2 separate regions of the Anser cygnoides genome follow, and region 2 is linked to region 1. Evidence: chromatin contacts called from public Hi-C data. All regions are on one chromosome and are shown on one strand. The core of a region is the stretch at or near the end of the contact, and the rest is flanking DNA. Distances in the headings are between cores, read along the strand shown. Region 1 holds the start of SLC4A9 (solute carrier family 4 member 9). Region 2 overlaps PFDN1 (prefoldin subunit 1).

What was found. Hi-C and Micro-C count contacts between places; a contact is called where the count stands out from the background.
Region 2: a Hi-C map of fetal liver shows a contact between it and region 1, with 1.7 times the contacts expected there. The contact joins the enhancer-like site here to the promoter of SLC4A9 in region 1. A contact is called at or near these places in 5 of 7 Hi-C or Micro-C datasets (fetal liver, granulosa cells and liver).

Annotation. Positions count from the first base shown.
Region 1 is chr14:11,317,353-11,323,006 of Taihu_goose_T2T_genome, reverse strand. It overlaps SLC4A9 (solute carrier family 4 member 9), which reads left to right and starts at 2,464. Exons shown (of 22, transcript XM_066977298.1): 1 at 2,464-2,811; 2 at 4,581-4,741; 3 at 4,952-5,101; 4 at 5,306-5,367. The coding sequence starts at 2,534.
Region 2 is chr14:11,364,021-11,369,999 of Taihu_goose_T2T_genome, reverse strand. All of the region lies in intron 3 of PFDN1 (prefoldin subunit 1), which reads right to left. Among named protein-coding and RNA genes, the nearest start is that of PFDN1, 26 kb to the right of the region's middle. Within about 2 kb of position 3,194, at least 1 of the 3 cell types and tissues checked has open chromatin away from gene starts, as enhancers often do. A contact at or near this core is called in fetal liver, where this site is marked.

The DNA.
Region 1 (5,654 bases), core at 1,215-3,714:
GTAGCTGGTAACCTGCAAACCATCCGTGTGCGCTGGCACACTCCTTAGGAAAACACTGCTATCGCAGGGCAAACAACCCAGCAGGTACACGGAGCACAGCTGGCATGGTGAAGGCCTCTGGAGGACGTGGGTGCCAGGGTCCAGCCCTGAGGGCAGTGTTTGGATCCCTGGGGATGTGGCAGGCTGAGATGTGGCTGAGAAGTGAGCAGAGAAGTGAGAGAAAAGGATCAGCATTAAACTGAAAGGGAGAAGTGAGAATCTGGTACGTGATGGGAGAAGCAGGTAGAAGCGACAAGGACAGGGAACACAGCAGAGCAGAGAGGACATCTAGTGTCTCCTGAGCCAGGTGGGCAATGACTGCCCCTAGAACAGGACAGCCTGGGGGTGTGGGGTGGGCTGCTGAAGCTGTAGAGCTGTTCCCAGTCATGACCTCCCACTTCGCCCAAGGAGCACTGGGGAAGCGTGGCAGCCCCAGAAGGGGCTGGGGATGGGCCTGGTAGGTGGGAAGCCCCAGTCAGTAGCTGCTGGTGCCAGAGCAAACCTGGTTTGCTGGAGGTCTGCGATGACCGATGGGATGCAGGTAGAGGGCAGTGGATAGGCACAAGGCAGATGTGGTTGTAGCTTTGGGATAATGAGGTTGGCTAGGAGGTGTGCAGGGAATGGGGGGACGAGGAGCAGGAAAAAGACATTTGACCAAAACAAGATGAGAGCCCTTCTTGGGGTGGGACTGGGTGCCACATGGGGAATGGGGACCAGTGCAGGACTGTCACAGCTACCTGGGGAAGGCACAGGAGAGGCTGAGCAGCACAAGCAAAAAGAGTTCCTGTCCCTGCTCAGCACAGAGGGTCTCGCACATCCCAGTGCCTCACTGTGGAGCAGAGCTACCACCGTGGCCTTAGCCTCAGCTCCTGGCCCATTGAGCCCAAGCTACAGCTGCTGCGGAGCAGATACCAGCCCACCACAGGCCATCGTGTGCCCCTTTGGCACTAGGGCCCGAGTTTATGACCACCCGTGCTCCCCTGAAACGTGACTTCAGCAATGGTGGTGCCTGGCCCTGCTCCAGGCTGCTCCCAGCACCAACTCCTGCACAGACTGACTGGTTCCAGTACAAACAGCCAGTGTTTGCTGGGCTGTTTGTGTTGCATGTTGTGGTATTTGCACTGTATACAACGGGACTGTTTGTTTGGAAGGAATGAAGGTAGCAAAACCCCACGGCAGTGCAGGCAGGGCTGCATGTTGTGGCAACACAGCAGGCTTGTCTCCATCCTGCCCTGGCCCAGCGGCACAGGGCACAGCTCCCTGCCGTCAGCTTTTCTCCAGGCGTGGCCAGCTCAAGGCACAGGCTGGGGTGTCCAGCTGCCCTCACGGAGGAGGGTGGGCTGCTAACAGTTGCTTGGGGATGGTGAGAGTGGGTCAAAGACGGTCCGAGTAGGCCGACTAGCCCCTTGCTGCTAGGACAAGTGAGGGCTGGTCCCTTCATCCTGCACTGGTGGAGCAGTGATGGGAAGGGGAAGCACTGAGCTCTGTGGCGGCCCCGCACATCAGGGCACAGGCTCTGTCTCCACTGGCTGTGGCTTCACTGTGCCAGCTCCCTCTGCCCAGGAGGGCTGTACAGATGTCCCCACATCCTTCCTCCTTGCACACGCTGCAACATCCGCTTGCCTGCCTCATCCCATGGTGACATCCTCTGCATGCCGTGATGGCCCTTGTCGCCACTCATGACGCACTGTTCACCTTCTGCCGTGAGCCCGCCAGCAACTCCTCATCTCCCAAAGGCTCCCTCTTGCCCCACTCTGGATTTCCTCAGCGGTGACACATCCTTCCCTGTCGCACATCCCCGTTGCCCCACTGCAGCAAGGGAAGAGCATGGTGCTACATCCCCCTCCCCGGCAAACACTGCCATGGGGCCGTGTGCTCCCTCCTCCCACACACTGTGGGGAGAGTGGGCAAGGGCTGCCTGGCACACGCACCCATACTGTCGTTGGCTTCACGGGGTTGGCCTTTCTGTGTGCTCTCCAGAGTCCACTGAGGTTTGGGAGGGTGCAGGAGTGCTTGTAGACAAGCTGCTTCCTCCAACAACACATGTACAGGTGTGTGGTTGGTCTAGGAGGCAGGTGTGGGTGGTGGGTTCTGACATTTAACCAAGAAAGCCCAATCTCATCCTCACTGCAGCAATCACAGAGCCATCACGATGGTTATCTGGCTCATGTCATTGTCCCCAGCAGCAAGCGAGGTGGGTAAGGATGGGCCGTGTCACCCACAAGCCCAGGTTTAAGGTGGCAGACCTGGGGTCCCCAGGTCTCTTGCCCAGGTTGGGGAATAGGAGCAGTGGGAGCCAGAGACACCAAGGTTTTCAGGGCTGGCCACTGTATTTTGATAATGCTGTTTGGGGTTTGGCTCCTGGCTGTTAGTCTGTGGCCAGTTTGAACCGGCTCACAGCTTTTATAAGGGTGAGATGAGCAAGATGCCAGCAACTCCAGAAGAGTGAGCACCCAGCAAAGCTGGTGCACGTGGCTCCCAGTCGCTGGTCACAATGAGAGACCAAGTGCCTGGGCCGGCCAGCGCAGCTCTGCAGGCAGCAGATGCCCACTCACAGCTCAGGCAAGAAGACACCCCGAGCAGCAGCTCCGATGTCCTCTACCCAGTGGTCAGCTGCAGCATCTTTGCCTCAAGCATCTCCTCAGCAGCAGAGCGAGTCCGTGCCATCCTGCAACAGGAAGAGGTGGGGGACAGAAAGTGTCCACTGCTGTTCATCCAGCTCAATGAGCTGCTCAGCACCCCGGCAGGCCTGGAGTGGAAAGAGACGGCCAGGTAGGCACTCGTGCTGTGGTCAGGCCAGCTGGTGATGCTTGGGGAACGCAGGGTGAAATGGTCTTTAGACTACTAGTTGCTCCAGCAGTGCTGAGCTGTCTGCTGGGCAAGTCTCCTGCCTTACTCTGGCTTGTAATGGTTCCTCAACAACAGGGATGCTCAGTTTGCTCTCCCCCCTCCAGTGCCCATGCTATGTCTTCCAAGAAATTCTTCTTCCTAATTTTGAGTGACTCATTTCATCTGAAAGTTTCCACCACCCGTGAGGACACAGTGTCAGGCAAGGTGCAGACAGTGACCCTGCCTTTGCACAGTGCTGACACATGTATTTCCTTAGTTCTGCTTCTGCATTTCTTGCCTCTCCAAGGCCTCAGCATCTATGCTGCAAGCTGGTGATGGGACAGTGCTTCATTGCTCACTGTCTTTGAGCACTGGCCCGGCACAGCTGAAGCTGAAGCAGAACCGAAAGCGTAGCAGCAAGATCACTGTGGGAAAACAGGGAAAGTAGGTGTCATAGAAGAGCTGGGGAGAAGGACGTATCCTGCAGTGCACTGGCATCAGGGGCGAAGCCTGGGTGCAGACCATGAGCAGTCCAGCAACACTAGGCAGCTCTTCCCGAGTAGTGGATGCAACCTTCCCAGAAATTGCTGCTGAAAATGAGGGTGTGCTGCTCTCCTCAAAAATTCTGGGACAGCGTTGAGGAGTTGGATCTCAGCCCAGCAGGGGGACCAGGCCTGCGGCCATGGTCCCTGTGCACACAACCTGAAGGCCTGGGAGACAAATTGATTTCTTTTCTAGAGCATGGAAGAAAGGCCTGGAAAAACGTTTAGGCCACAGGGCAGCACTTCCAGGGTGGAACTAGTACATAGGGGGAAAGAAGGAGCAGGATGTGGAAATGGCTCAGATGCCTGAGGCAGCAGGAGTCAGAAACAACCCGAGGGTGAGAGCCGGGAGCGGAGGAGTAGATGGAGCTCAGGGCTGGCTGGGTCACCTCGGGCCAGGGAGGGAGGATGGGACCCTGGGGCAGAGGCACCAGTGGAGAGGAGCCAGGGCCAGCCGTGTGCTGGTGTGGGGTAGGAGCGTGGCCAGGACGTGTCCCCTCGCCGCGCCACCCCTCTGCAGCAGATGGGGATGCATGGGCGGGATGCTGGGATGCGTGCGAAAGGGGGCTCCGGCAGCAGCAGGCCTGCTGCAGAGGCCAGAGGGAATGGAGGGGAAGCGGGTGCCCTTGCCCCAGAGCCAAAAGTCGGTGTGCTGGGGGCTCTCCTCCGTACTCAGCTGTCCTCTCCCAGCATGGCAGTGCCCCAGGCTCCGCCTCAGCCGCCATGGGCCTCCCCTGGGCCTGCCTGGAGGAACAGCCAGCACTGGGCCTGCAGGCAGTCTGCTGGGCACGCTCGCACCGCGCCGCATGCTGGTGGGACAAAGGGAAGCTCTGTGTGTGCTGGTCTGCAAATATTTGGCACAGCCTGTTCATGGTAAATGCCTCAAAACACGTCTCTTCTGACTGCCAGCAAGCACTGCTAGCTATGGGGATGGGTGAAATTCCTCTGGGCAGGAACTCAGAGCAAGGTGTGAGGTGGCAGGGGCAGGGATGTACCTGCCCAGGCTGCTCCTGCCACCAGCCACCCACACTGCCAGCCCCGGGCCCCAAAACCCGATCCTGCCTGGTCTAGCGCCATGCTGAGATCAGGGATCTGCGGCTCCTGCTGCTGGGCACAGGACACCAGAGCAGCCTACTTCGTGCCACTGACCCTGTCATTCTTCCTGGGTAGGTGGATAAAGTTCGAGGAGAAGGTGGAGGATGGAGGGGAGCGCTGGAGCATGCCCCACATCCCAGCCCTCCCCCTGCACAGCCTCTTCGAGCTGCGGACATGCCTGCAGAAGGGGACAGTGCTCCTGGATCTGGATGCCCACAGTGTCAAGGAAATAATTGGTACGTGGGAGACGTAAAGGTCACCTCATAGGATGAGCTGCCTCTGGGAGCGGGGCCAGGCCACCAGGAGATCCCTAACTTAGAGCCGTGACACAGGATTGCTGGGTAGCCAAAGTGGCTCTGCCAGGCCAGCAAAAGGGGCCTTTCTCTGGCAGAGCCCCGTGGCTGGGCAGTGCGGGGAGCTAAGCTCTTCCCCTGTCCTTGTTGCAGACAAGGCGCTTTGCAGGCAGCCCAATGAACGGGCGCTGCCGCCTGAGCTGAAGGACCGCCTGGCAGCCCTGCTGCTCCTCCAGCCACGGCACCAAGCCACCAAATCCCCACTGCTGGCGCTCGCTGACCTCGGCCTCAGTCCCTGCAGAGGTATGCCTGGCACCTGGCTGTGCCCGTGCTGGGAGCTGAGCCACTCACGGCCCAGCCCCAGCTGGTGAGTCGGGACACCACCGTCCCTCCTGTTGTGTCTCTGCTGCCTCTGGGCCACCTACCTGGGGCAATACCCATGCTGAGCTTTTGCTTCCACATGTATTTTGCTGCTTGTTCCTTTTTTTTTTTTTTTTTTTTCCACAGGGAAGGCCAAAAACTGCCCTCAGCCCAGGGCTCAGCTCTCAGAAACACCTCTCAAGGAACAGGTAAGGCAGAAGAGGAGGCAGGAGGGAGCTGGGATAAGGTCTCAGTGGAGGTAATCGACTTTTCCAAGCAATGGATGCGTTTCTTGGCCTCAAACCCGAAGTGGGCTGAAAAATTCTGTCCCCTAATGGCATTACTGTTACTGGGTAGGCCTGCGTTTGTCACTGCAGAACCAAGTTTTCCTGATGTGTCATCTCTGAGGGAGGCAGGGAGTCCCCAGGCCATGATGCCCCAAGGAGATGGCCAGGCAGGTGCATAGTGCAGCTGACAAGGCTGGCAGCTGGAAGTG
Region 2 (5,979 bases), core at 1,945-4,444, 46 kb before region 1:
ACCCACAGTTCGGAGTCTGAAAACTTTCTAAGCTGTTCTCCAGGCCGGCAGCGTGCAGCGCCAGAGCCAGCACAGCAGCTGGCTCTCACTTGGACCAATGGCCCACATAAAGGAGGGTGAGAGGCAGACTATCACGACATTTTCCAATGCATGTGGCAGGAGCAAGGTGTTCCTTCCTGAGAAGCTGCGGCCTGGTTTCTGCTTAGGTAATCACAGGAGAAAGAGCAGGAACTTACATGCAAAACCCTCCTCACCACAATTACTGGGGTCTAGACAGGAAACTCTGTGTCTATCTGATACTCCTTCCCGGGGAGCAGCACTGTGAGCAAGCCCAGCTGACACATATTCTGCCTCGTCACACCAGCTCTGAGAAAACCAAGTAATGGGGCTGACGGCGCGGCTCTGAAGTCATCCTTGAGGCTGTTCCAGTCCTGCCAGATCTGCTGGGCTGGCAGTAACTGCTGCCTGCACAAGAAACACCATCTGCGGCCTCCCAAAACCCCACCTCCGAGACTCTCCGAACTTGCTGTTGACCTGCAGCCCCAAGGCATCTGACCCAAAGCACTGGGCCAGCCTGCGGCTGCTAGGCTGTAGCTCTTCACTTGATGAGCTGCGTGTATTTTCCTGTGAAGAAGCATTTCGCGCTCCAAGTAGTAATCCTCTGTTGCATGTGCCAAGGCAAGTGCAGTTAGAAGCACATTTCCAGTGCGATGCCAGAACTGTACTGCTAATTTTGGTCCCTAACGAAATCAAAGGCTGCTGAGAGAGTCCTTCCCCAGCACGTTAACCCCAGTGCTCACCAGTCTGGAGCCTGACCTGGCCATGGTAGCACACTGGCCCTGCGTGGTATATGCATGGAAAGCTGCTGACTTCAGAAGCTTCAAAACATGCACACTGCAGATTCAGAGCTCTTATCTGCACCCACACCATTACAGCCAGAGACTGCCTTCTAACACAAGAAAAACACCCATCCAGCCAGCCTACAAGCTCCCGTGTGCCTTTGGCAAGACAAAGTGGTTACCCAAAACAGAAAGACACACGACTGCCTGAGTCACGGAGCCTCAGGGTGGGATTGAGAAAGGAGACTTGCTTTGGAAAGCCAGCAGTAAAGGTGACACACGCCATCTTGCTCTCAGAAAAGCCTACATCCATGGCCTGCGACAACCACCACCATGCTCTGCAGTGAAGCTGGCACCTCACCAGCAGTTACAAGAAAAGCGTGGCAAACGAGCTAAGGAGGAAATAAAAGGAGCATGGCAGAAAGATGTGAAGTTGCCAGTTCTGGTTCACAACTGTCATGGGTTTAAGCCAGGTTGGATGGAGCTTTGAGCAACCTGGTCTAGTGGAAGGTGTCCGTGCCCATGGCAGGAGGCTGGAATTGGATGATCTTTAAGGTCCCTTCCAACCCAAACCATTCTGTGATTCTACGGTTCACTGGAAAATACACCTACTGAGTGCTGCTGAAGAGGCATAGCTTCTGGAGACCCCTCTGCCACGCTGAAGCACTCAGCCAGGGCAGCCAACAAGCGCTCCCCACTCAGCACGCAATTCACATAGCACCAAAAGCCCCCGGGGTTCCTGCGCTCACCAGCCTGCCTCTGCCTCCCCGCTGTTCTCAAGGTTTCATAATATCACTTTGTTTTCACTGTGCTGCCCCTGATCACCAGTTCCAGCAGCTCCCACACAGGGAGGAATGACCTGAGGTTGCAACCACCATTGGCATGCCAGAAGCCTCCTTGCTGCAGGAGCGAGGACCTGAAGCAGGAGGCTGCCTCGAAGGCAGCCGAACACATGTAGGAAGGTAACGCGATTTGCAGTTACAAGTTTCCAAGCACGTAGCATGCTCATTATGCACGCTGAAATCTAAACAGCTCCAGCACAGGACAAACTCTGGCACCTGCACTTGGCCATACCACGGGCTGTTATTCACCACTTCTCACCTCGCCCATTATTTGGGGTGACAGCCTCTCAACCCCCCTCCTTCCCTGCTGCTTCCCCACACAGGAAGGGCACTGCCACCTGCACTGGAACACCTGAGAGAGACACCGTGCTACAGGTTAGCAAGGTCTAGGCTGCACGGAGACTAGAGGACAGGCTGCTTAACTGGCAGAGACGCTCACAAGGAGCCAGTGCAGTTAACGCCTCCAAGCCTGCAGTTTAACAATTTCTTTAAGCCAATCCTGTAGCCAACAACAGTTACCTTCCCTAGCCAGGAAGGGCTGCCGTGGCTGGAAGCAAAACAAGTCACAGGCCTGCTGATCTGTCTGAAAACAAGCCCTGAAGAAATGTTTTCTCTTAAATCTTTCTGGAACCACGTTTGCCATGCTAATGGCTACCTGGCACCCCGATGGAGGGCAGGGAACTACAGCCAAGACCTCTTTGGGCAGCACAGCAAATCCATCCTGCAGGCAAAGCTGCTCATAGGGTTGAGCTGCCCAGTGCCTACCCGTGGCTCAGAAGTCCTGCTAAGGCTCTCGGGCTCCCTGACTGCAGAGGGTGCCGTGCCTGGCCTTGCTCACCTCACCCCTCCCAAGGCTCGGGAGCATTCCACACTTCCAGGCTCTACTGCAGCCTTCCGAAACTCTGAGCGTGGAGGAACAGCACAGAGTAACCTGTACATGCTTTCAGTAGAGCTACACAAAGTAAAACTGCTACCTCTCACGTGATCAGAGGAAGATGCAACCAAAAATATGACTGGCTTCTGCCACAGCCACGTCAGACAGCGTGTCGTGCTCACGGGGAATCTACAGAGGGAAGAGAGGACAACTGCGCAGCTTCTGGCTAGCATCCACAGCAGACCTCCTGCTGGGCAGTTGCTTCACAGGATGCCCACTGTGACCCCAAGGAGGCCACCCGCAGCTCACAGGCGGCCCCGTGACTCCTGGCAGCCGCCCAGGGCCACGCTCAGCCTGGTGACCCCTGTGCCTCTCCTGGGGACAACGCGCAAGCTTTTCAAAGCATCACCTTCAGCGGCCTCAGTCACAAACTAGGTAAGGCAACACCCCCAAACCTTCATCTGCTGCTCGTGCTTCTCACTGATGTGCAGAAGAGGAATGACTCTATGCCCTAGTGATTATGCGTGAAGTGAAAATGATGCCATAAATTCTTGCTGCTGCTATTACGCAGTGCCACGGCTCACCCTCGTACTTCACTCCCTGTCACAGGTAACCTGCTGCCAGCACGCTCCCCGATCAGCTCTGCGCTATTTGCTCTCAGCAGCTGCTGCGGAAATAATAGATTTAATGCAAATAAACCTGCAGGTCACAGCCCCGAAGAACAACAGGAGCTCTGGTTAACAGACATAGCTGGTGACCTTCTGACACTGCGTGAACTTCCCACCTCCACTGGTGTTGCATCACGCTGCAAGAAACCAAGCCTTTGTTGAGAGACACAATGACACATCCAGGCTGTGCATTCCTGGCAGATTAAAGAGCCAGCATCCACAAATTCCACAGCAAGAAAAAGCTATTATTCAGCTCCTCACGGACTGGATTTAGATGATCAAGGCCATGTATTCCCACAACGCTGTGATTTAGACACCTCTGTCTTCAGAGTCTGTCAGCGCTGGCCGCACCAGCACACCTTCTAAGCCTTGTCCGGGGTGGGTAATTCAGTGCAGTGTTCCAAGGCAGGCGCGCTCAGCTCCGAAAGACAGCACAGCACTTCTGTTCTCAGCAAGAAACCAATACATAGCAGCCAAACTCTACTCGCCTTGCATAATGCCTAGCGCTCACATGTGAATTCCCTTTTTCAAACAGTGGCTTATCATTCAATTCCTATTCCTTTTGCTCTTTAAATTCTACTTTTTTCTCTTCACCTCAGCAACAAAAAAACAAAACTGTTTCCACCCCTGGCCTGCAAACACAAATGTGAAGTGCATGAACCCAAACAAAAATGTCTCCATGGAAATTTAAGGATCTGGTATTGGAACATGCCTCCTCATTTCAGGTTGAAAAAGAAAAGAAAAAAAAAACTTTTCTGCAATGCCTAACTTGTGAGGATGAAACGAGTTGGCAGGTTCCTTTCTAGAGAAGACCTCCCTGTGGCCTGCAGCACGCTCAGCTGCTGGCATGCCGCTCCCGTGCTCAGAAGGCTGTTGTGGAGGAATGCCACAGAGTCTTCAGGCATGATGCAGTGCTTCAAATAGGAGCCTTGATATAACTCATCTTGTGACAGTCTCAGTAAACCTGCTAGCCTAAAGTTTCTGTATCTCCCAAAGTTAACCCAGGTCATTTTTGGCATTCCTCAAGGGCTCTGTGTGTGCACTCTTTGGGAAAGTGATAAGTAGATCCCCAGACAGCGCTGGGTGCACATGCTCATCTGTAGAGGGATCTTCCCAAGAGGGAAGAGAGCTGCGCTGCCAGCACAAGGGGGGCCAGGCAGCGGCAGCAGCACATCTCTCTTACTCAAGGGCCACTGCTGCTGCTAGGATGGTTGGAATCACCCAAATACCGCCCGCCAGAGAACAGCACGCTGAGCCACCACCACATGCTGTGGCACGTCAGATATTTTGGTCAGCCTCAAATCACTGAAGATGGCGTGCCTAAGACGTGCACTTTGTTTAATGTCATTTCCATTTGAAACTCAGAAATGGTAAAGAGGCAGACGTGCTAAACAGCAGCCAGCTATTCCTGCTTTGGGAGAAACTACCATCCAGTGGGCACCACCGACAGGGCTGGGTGGGTGAGTCCCACGCCCTGCTGGGTCCACCCAGCACCGCTCCTCACCCAGCGCAGCACATGTACACATTGGGAATTACACACTACAGCAACCACCAAATATTTAGATACTCTTCAAGACTTTCCAAGCACGGTTATTGCTCTCAGGAAGTTGCCTACAGTTTGCTCAAGAGCGAACTGCAATAGGAAGGGAGTACAGCTAGTTTCTGATGACAGCTGCTGACAGAAGCACGATGATGCCATTCACCTAGGAGGAGAAGTGATGATTCACATCCCTGGGTTTTCCCTTAGCCACTCATTCCAGAAGGCAATGGGGACTTTTGGTCACTTCAAAGCCATCTGGATTACAATTGAGAGCAGAGGCTGTCCCAGGGAGAAAGGAGACCTAGCATAACAAGTGTACCTGCCAACTCCGGAGGATCTTTAGGAGCTCCTGCCTAAAGAACTGCTGGTGCAAATCTGCCTTCATCATGTACTGATCCTACCTACAGCACTACCAGAAGGGCTTCCAACATCATTATTATAGTGCTTTGAGACAATGAGGAACATACTCTGAAAAAAACTAGTTTGGAAAAGCATTCGCTACTTTCCAGACATGGTACTAAGGAGGCAACCCTTCGAGAGACGATGGGGCAAAGTAACGGGCAGGAGAACACACCTGCAGAGCAGTCTCTCTGTACCAAAGCCCCAGTCCATGTTGGAGCATGCTTCACATTAACTGTCATGTCAGCCACATGACAGCGTATTAATTAGAGGTGGAGACACGTGCTTTCCACAAATGGGAAGTGACAGATTGTTCCAGTGAACTTCTGCACCCTAGCCTGACGTTTACTACAAAAGAAAGCTAACTGGGAACATTTCAGTAGGTGGCAGCAAGAAATACATTATCAACTCAGAAGACTCCCTTTAGGATACGTCTTCTTGGAAAAGTTACCCATTTAGAGCAGAGTTTCAGAGGCACGTTGTTTCAAGCCCAATGCAATACGCCTGACCAGACTCATGACAGCAGAGTCAGGTCAAATACAGAGAATTTAGGGAGGCAAAACTTACCCAGATTCTGAAAATCCCCACTTTCTGCACGGAAATGTCCCTCACCAAACTGCCTCTTGCAAAATGTGCTAAGTTCCTTAATTTTGTGCTTGGGTTTCCATACTCCTGCAGAGTCAGTATGGCTGATCAGAGCATCTCCTAGCACTGTGACTTTTGTAAAATCAAGCCATATCTTTCATCCAGATCTTACAGCTCAGGCCAAATGAGGCCATTTTTTGGCATAAAATTACTTCTGCAAATTTCAAAGACT